Linked DNA regions of Xenopus laevis: region 2 is linked to region 1. The links are chromatin contacts, called in public Hi-C maps. All regions are on one chromosome and are shown on one strand. The core of a region is the stretch at or near the end of the contact, and the rest is flanking DNA. Distances in the headings are between cores, read along the strand shown.

The links. A called contact is a pair of places that touch in the nucleus more often than the background predicts.
Region 2: a Hi-C map of the XL177 cell line shows a contact between it and region 1, with 2.7 times the contacts expected there. The contact joins two enhancer-like sites.

Annotation. Positions count from the first base shown.
Region 1 is chr2L:95,985,617-95,988,994 of Xenopus_laevis_v10.1, forward strand. It overlaps tbx2.L (T-box 2 L homeolog), which reads right to left. Exons shown (of 7, transcript NM_001087905.1): 6 at 1,606-2,207; 7 at 1-187. Among protein-coding and RNA genes, the nearest start is that of tbx2.L, 10 kb to the right of the region's middle. Within about 2 kb of position 1,640, at least 1 of the 7 cell types and tissues checked has an H3K27ac peak or open chromatin away from gene starts, as enhancers often do.
Region 2 is chr2L:96,274,273-96,277,650 of Xenopus_laevis_v10.1, forward strand. The region is part of intron 24 of bcas3.L (breast carcinoma-amplified sequence 3); the gene reads right to left. Among protein-coding and RNA genes, the nearest start is that of tbx2.L, 280 kb to the left of the region's middle. Within about 2 kb of position 1,824, at least 1 of the 7 cell types and tissues checked has an H3K27ac peak or open chromatin away from gene starts, as enhancers often do.

The DNA of each region.
Region 1 (3,378 bases), core at 390-2,889:
GAGGAATGCCCACCGGGATTTGGTAGGGATTAAAGCGGAGGCGGGGCCTTGTGCTGCTGAGGAAAGGGTTCCTTGGCATAGTAGTCGCAGCGCTGGTAGCTGGCATCGCCGATGCAGCTGCTGCAGCTGCTGCCATGTAAGTGTAGGGATAAGGAAACAACCCTCCAAATGCGGGCATTGGTATTCCCTAGGGGATAAAGAAGAGAGATATTCAGCATACAATGTCCATCAGTAAATAAAAGAACAATCCCTATAAGCACCCATTTTTTTCAACACAGCGCTATAATAAGCAATGCCCTGTACCTGTTACATGATGCAACTTTTAACTACATATTTAAATAAACAAAAACATATATATATATATATATATATATATATATATATATATATATATATATATATATATATATAATTGAAGGCCTATGCGAAGTATAACAGGGTCTAGCGGGGCGTCCTCTGCTGGCAGCCTGGTGTACTCCAGTTAATTGGGAAGCAGTTTTAATATATTTCCAGCCCAACGTTCTTTCAACTTCCCATCTAAAGGTCTAGGTAATAATCTCCTCAAGGCTTTCACATATAAAAAAATACACACACCTAAGATTAACAGTTTATAGACACCAATCCATCCTTTAAAGCACAACATTCTATATAACATTCCACAGATAAAACATTTTAATTGTAAACTTTTTTCATGTATCGACTTCACCAGGACACTCTACCTCCAAGAATTGTTATTGAAAGAAAATTCTATTCTAAGCAACTTTAAAAAAAAAAAATCATACATTAATAAATTGTCAATAGTTATTTGTAAAGAGAATTTCAGCACAAAGTTGTAATTCTTTATCCCTTTCTACTCCCTGGTTCTGACTATTGAGACAATGTCAATTCTCCTTAAAGTTCATTATCAGCTGGCTTCTTTTATATTGTTGCAAGAATCCCAGCCAGGAGTAAATAGCCAGTCAAATATTCCTTACAAGTTACATTTAAAAATAACTTTAAAACTGCAAGTTGCTTATAACTGCATTTTCTTTCACAATGTAAAAAACAAAAAAGAGCACAGTTTTGCACAGAATATACGTTTATTACATTGTATTTCCCGTGCAAAATGAAATATTAAAGGTACAAAAACTGTACATCGCTGATTCCATTTCTTTGTTACAAATATAAAGCCCAGAAGTATTATGGAACAGGACACACGACAGATATTGGCAGCCAAGCAGGACAGTCAGACGATCTGACCACTATGAAACTGTATGCCATATTAATGCAAGCACCGGGTCTATTTCTCAGAGACATAGAAAATTCCCAGAGATATTGGAAACTCTGTATCGGGTTCATTCAGGAAGAAAATGAAAAGGTTACAAACAGCCTGTTTGCCAAAGAGTTCAGTAGAACTGTGTCCGTTGTGCAAATGGGCATGAGAATGTCAGATCCGACTATAAATCATTCTACTGACATTGCAGCTAAAGTAATAAGTCGCCTATATATGTTTCTTAATTTGCAAGGTTAATAACAACAGCGACATCTTGTGGTGGGTCAGGGCAAACGCACAAGCATTAACATTTTATAAAAACAAGGGCAGTCATTAGAGAATATGACTCTTACCTGAGAGGCCAGCATGTGTTGGGAAAAGTGAAATGGGAAAGGATTAGCTGCTCCCGTTGCCCCCTGCACTGAGGAAAGGCTGCCATTATCCAGAGCACCTGCCCCTGTCATTGAGGCTAGTAAATGTCCCATGCCCATGGCAGAGAAGGCTCCCGGGCCCATTGTAAACTGTCCCGGGTGAATGAACAAAGGCTGTCCGGCGTTCAAGGGGTTAAAAAACTGCTGGCCGTGGAGGCCTGAGAGAGCCAGGCTTTGCAGATGGCTAGCGCTCAGGTGAGGTGGGCTATCAGTCTGTACCATCAGGGGGGCAAAGGTCTCTTTACTTAAACTCCCACACTCCGGGTCACTTTTAGAGTCCTCTTTCCTCCTGCTCTCCGCCTTGTCTTTCTCTAAGCTCCTGATGCTGCTGAATAGAGAGTCGCTGCCGTCCTTGCGACTTTCTGGGGAGTCGGATTTCTTTTCTGGAGTGCTCTTGTCTTTGCCCCTGTCTTCGAGTCTGGGGCTACTAGGGGGGCTACGGTGGCCAACTGGGCTATGGCTTCTGGCGCTCCTGATCTCTCGCCTGTCCAGCTCCTGGTCACTGTCTGCCCCGAACTTCTCTTCTGCAGCACAGGAGAAATCGCAGGTTAATTGATTGAGTAGTCAAAGAGGTAAATCAGCAGTGATAGAATCACAGTCCCCCTCTTTCGCATCTAGGAACACTGTCACTGCGTCCTTGAATATTTACAACTTTGTATAACCTCCAGCACATCTATACACAGGATTCTCACTTAATGCACCCTGTTCTCTTCTCTCTTTTACCATATTGTATTTCTTTCTATGGTACGTGTGTTTATGGAATGGAAATAAGCTACACTGATGCATTCAATCTGCTTGATTGATATCTTTATCGTTTAATCCAAATAGAAAAAAACGAACATAAACTGCTTGTTTGTGTGTGGGGAAATATAAAGATAGAATACACATGAAGAAAATACTATTATTCGGAGTTCATTGATTTACATGACTTTGGGCTCTGACTTCTCTGTTTAGTTTTATACAACCTTGAGTGAAAACAGACATTTCTCTCCTTTGATGTGTAGAATAGAACTATTTGTGCAGCGTGAAAAATGGAATAATACTTATGGTATAAATCAATGGAATTTATTTCAATAGGTGAGTTAAGCTTTTTATTTGCATTGTGCTTGAAGAAAGTAAAACTAAAAATTGTAAGAAAAATAAATAAAAAAATAATAATAATTCCAGCACCTAAGAATTATATTTGAGAGCCTGCTTTTAGAAGAAACTGTAGTCAAGTTCTAATAGAAACTGTTATTAATGTGATTATGGTAATTATACATCCATGGGAAAAGGGAAATTATACACAAAGAATATTGAATATAATCGAATATTACAAATATTTTTAATAGGTTTTTTTTTCGTGTTTTTATTTGAATTTCCTTTGCAGATTCATGAATCAACTCCTCATTACTGTAAAAGAGGCAACAGCTAAATGTAACTTTAATGGTGGCCAGATTCAAAATGGAAAATGAATGCAAAGCAAGTGATACAGTAAATAGTAATACGTGTTGTCTGCTTGGGAGTACTTAAAGTATTTAAAGGTAAATTGGCTGTGTTCATTTTGCCATTAATTATTGGGAAAGCTGGAAAGTCCAGAATTTTGTCCTGAATTCAGGTTAGCAGCAGCACACTGACTTTGAGCTGTGCTTACATTTGTCTAGCTCGACTACAGTGGAAAAATGACCATGGGACTGCTGGATGTGAGCGACTAAT
Region 2 (3,378 bases), core at 574-3,073, 290 kb after region 1:
ACAGCTGCATGAAGAAGAAGGACGCCCCTGGATAGAAAAGGCACCACTGAATGAGGAATTGCGCCGACTAGTTTATTTCCAGTCCTCAATCCCCTACTGCACTGTCTCCTGATAGTTTACAGTACAACAAGCTTATTTACATTCTGATAAAGAGTGACCCTGATATTATAAACATGTAACACACGGCATTGCTTTGAGAGGAATGACAACTCTTAGTTTTGACCGCTGCGTATATTTGCTAATCCGGACATTTTGAGTAAATCACAATATTGCCTGTCTGTTTACTTTCACACACCCACGCAAGTAGAGTACTCAGGCATGACTTGGCCAAGGCAGATGGGGGTCTGGCGTTGGATGATGTTGGATGGCCTTTCAAAAGCTGTGCTCCTGATGCTTTTAAGAACTGTGGCAATAACAGTGGAAGATACCATATGCAAGTGCTCTAAGCTTCTGATGTTACAAGGAGAAGGGACGATATTCACTACAGAAATGCCATAGTCCTATTGGTCATTATTTCATTAAGTTAAAATGTGTATGAGTGAATTACTGGTGCAGCATCTTCCTTGTCATGTCAGCTTATTGCAAAAATAAGTGATATGGAATCTACTCATTGCATATTTGTGTTCCGCCTACTGCATTTATATTTCTATACAGATGTGACTAAGTTAATTGTTATAATGGTTCATATTATGGCGTGCTACCTACCACTGTGCGGCTGTTGTTCAGCAACTCCCAGCAGCCCCTCATCAGGCAGGTTGGCTGCTGAAGGGCTTCTGATATCCTTGACTTAAACACCTAAAACTGTAAGGGGCTGCAGTCTGTTGCTATAATACCGGAGCAGCAATAATACACAATGATTGAAAAAAGTCAGTCATGTTTACTCAAATGAAATCTACCCCTTCAGGGTTGGGAAGGAAGGAAAGAAACAACCTGCTTTCCTTGCAACAGACACATTCAGTCCCAAACAGAAGGAATAATAACTCTAAAAAATCTAAGGGCTGGGTAAGAAAACAGAAATTCAATACGATGAGTGTAAATAGAGAATAGCGCTGCTTTAGTTACAAGGGTAGAAGATTAACTATGCACTGAATTCAATGAGGAGCTACAGGATAAAACATCTGGATAACAGTAACTGACTTGTTAAATGAAACAATCTTCAAACGCAGACAGCTTCGTAAACTTGCATGCTTCCAGTTTCCATGCCTGCGTGATGCATTGTGAACAGGAGGAGAACTAAAGCTGGATTCCACCCTTAGATCAACCCAAGCAGGGCAGGGACATGATTAGACCTCAGCAGAGCAAATGTGCTTAAGAGAGAGTCCAATGATGGACAGCCCACTAGCAACAGAGAAATTTGAAAGGGGAGCTTGAATCACCAGGCTGATCAGCAAGGCTTAAAAAAAAAAAAAAAAAAGAATATTTCTGGGAACAATGATTATATTGAAAGTAGACTGATGAATTAGGGTGATTAGTCACTGCCTTAGGAAGTCAAGAATTTTGCCACACACCCAAAATATCTAAATAAAGAAAAAGGAAGCCTTCCTAATGTAAAACAGAGACCTTGACTTTCTTTCTGTTACCTCGAAAGTCGCCATTCGTGAGCTGGCGTCTGACAATTAGCAAGCACAGGCAACACACAATGCGGCATGGGGGCAGAAAACATCTGTTCTCAAACTGTGGCACAAAAGATTTCTTGAAGCGGGAGATGAAGATGGCTTCTTCTGAGTGAGGATTTTGCCATGAGCACAATATATATGTGCATATGTGTAGCAAAGAGAGGGGGGGGGGAACTCGCTTTTTTCTTTTAAAAGGCTCTGAGTGAAGAAAAGGGAAACCTTTTAATCTGTCAGATTTCATAATTCCAGTGAAAAATGCCTCACTTCTGGCACAACAGCCTGGTGGATCTTAAATTCTTCAGTGCAATGTCATAAATGAATTTTGAAGTAATGGCCCCGTCCTCAATGGTCACCGACAAAGCATTGGGAATTACATTAGGATATGTCTATATAGCTGGTGTCCCTAGGCAAGGGCAAGGATAAACACATAGAGAATGCCATCAGAAGCACCGGCACTAAGCGAGCTACCCCTGGTATTGTAATTACAAATAGTGCCACTTTACTATAAACTTTTTTTATTTACTGTTTTACTTAAGCTGCATATTCTCTTAAAGGACAACTACATCCTAAAAATGAATATGGCTAAAACTGCCATGTTTTATTTACTCAATTTATTGCACCAGCCTAAAGTTTCATTTTGTCAACAGCAGCTATGATCCAGGACTTCAAACTTGTTACAGGGGGTCACCATCTTGGAAAGTGTCTGCGATACTCACATGCTCAGTGGGCTCTGAGCAGCTCTTGAGAAGCTAAGCTTAGGGGTTGTTGCAAATTATCAAGCAGAAAATGAGGTTGGCCTGTTATATAAGCTGATACAGGGTTGATTATAAAATTCTGATGCTTGTTGCGCTGGTTTCTGTGCTGCCATGTAGTAATTATCCTTATTAATTACTAATCAGCCTTATAGTGTGACATTTCTAATCTATGTGTACTGTATATTGTGAGTGGGTCCCTAAGCTCAGTAAGTGACAGCAGCACAGAGCATGTGCACTGAATCAGCAGAAAAGAAGATGAGGAGCTACTGGGGCATCTTCGGAGACACAGATCTTGCCTGCTAAATAGCCGTGGTTGCCTTGGGCTGTACAAAACATAATGTGCAACATTTCTAGCTACTTCTTTAGTTGTCCTTTAAGCTTAGTTCTTAACTAATGTGAGCTATTACTTCCCTCTACAATCTAGTTGGATGACCGATGCTCATCAGAGGTCATAAGGATACACTGGTCACAAGCCTTCAACTAACTACAGATACGCCTCCTGTTTTATAGTCACGTAATACTACAGGTATGGGATCCTTAATCTGGATACCTGTGCTCAAAATTACAAGAAGGCCATCTCCCTTAGGCTCCATTCTAAAAAATAAATTAAATTTTTTAAAAATAATTTCCTTTTTCTCTGTAATAATAAAACAGTACCTTGTACTTTATGGTAACTAAGCTGCATGAATCGATATGGCTGGCATAACAATCCTGCTGGGTTTATTTGCTTTGTAAATGTAAAACTAGGTCCTAAGCATTCCTATACCTGTATATGAACTAGCCTGTGTACATTTGCTAAATATGTTTATATACTCTTTGTTACCCTTTATCCTCTGTACACTGTAATTTTGAAAAATCAACAAAAGTTTAAATTATTGAAATGAAAACACAAAGAATATTGCCAATCGGGTAAGCGGGTATATCTGTAAATGGAGTGTTTCTGCGCAGCCAGCAATTCAAATTGCTTTTAAAACAGCTAGGGGGTTATATATAATAAAATCACAAGA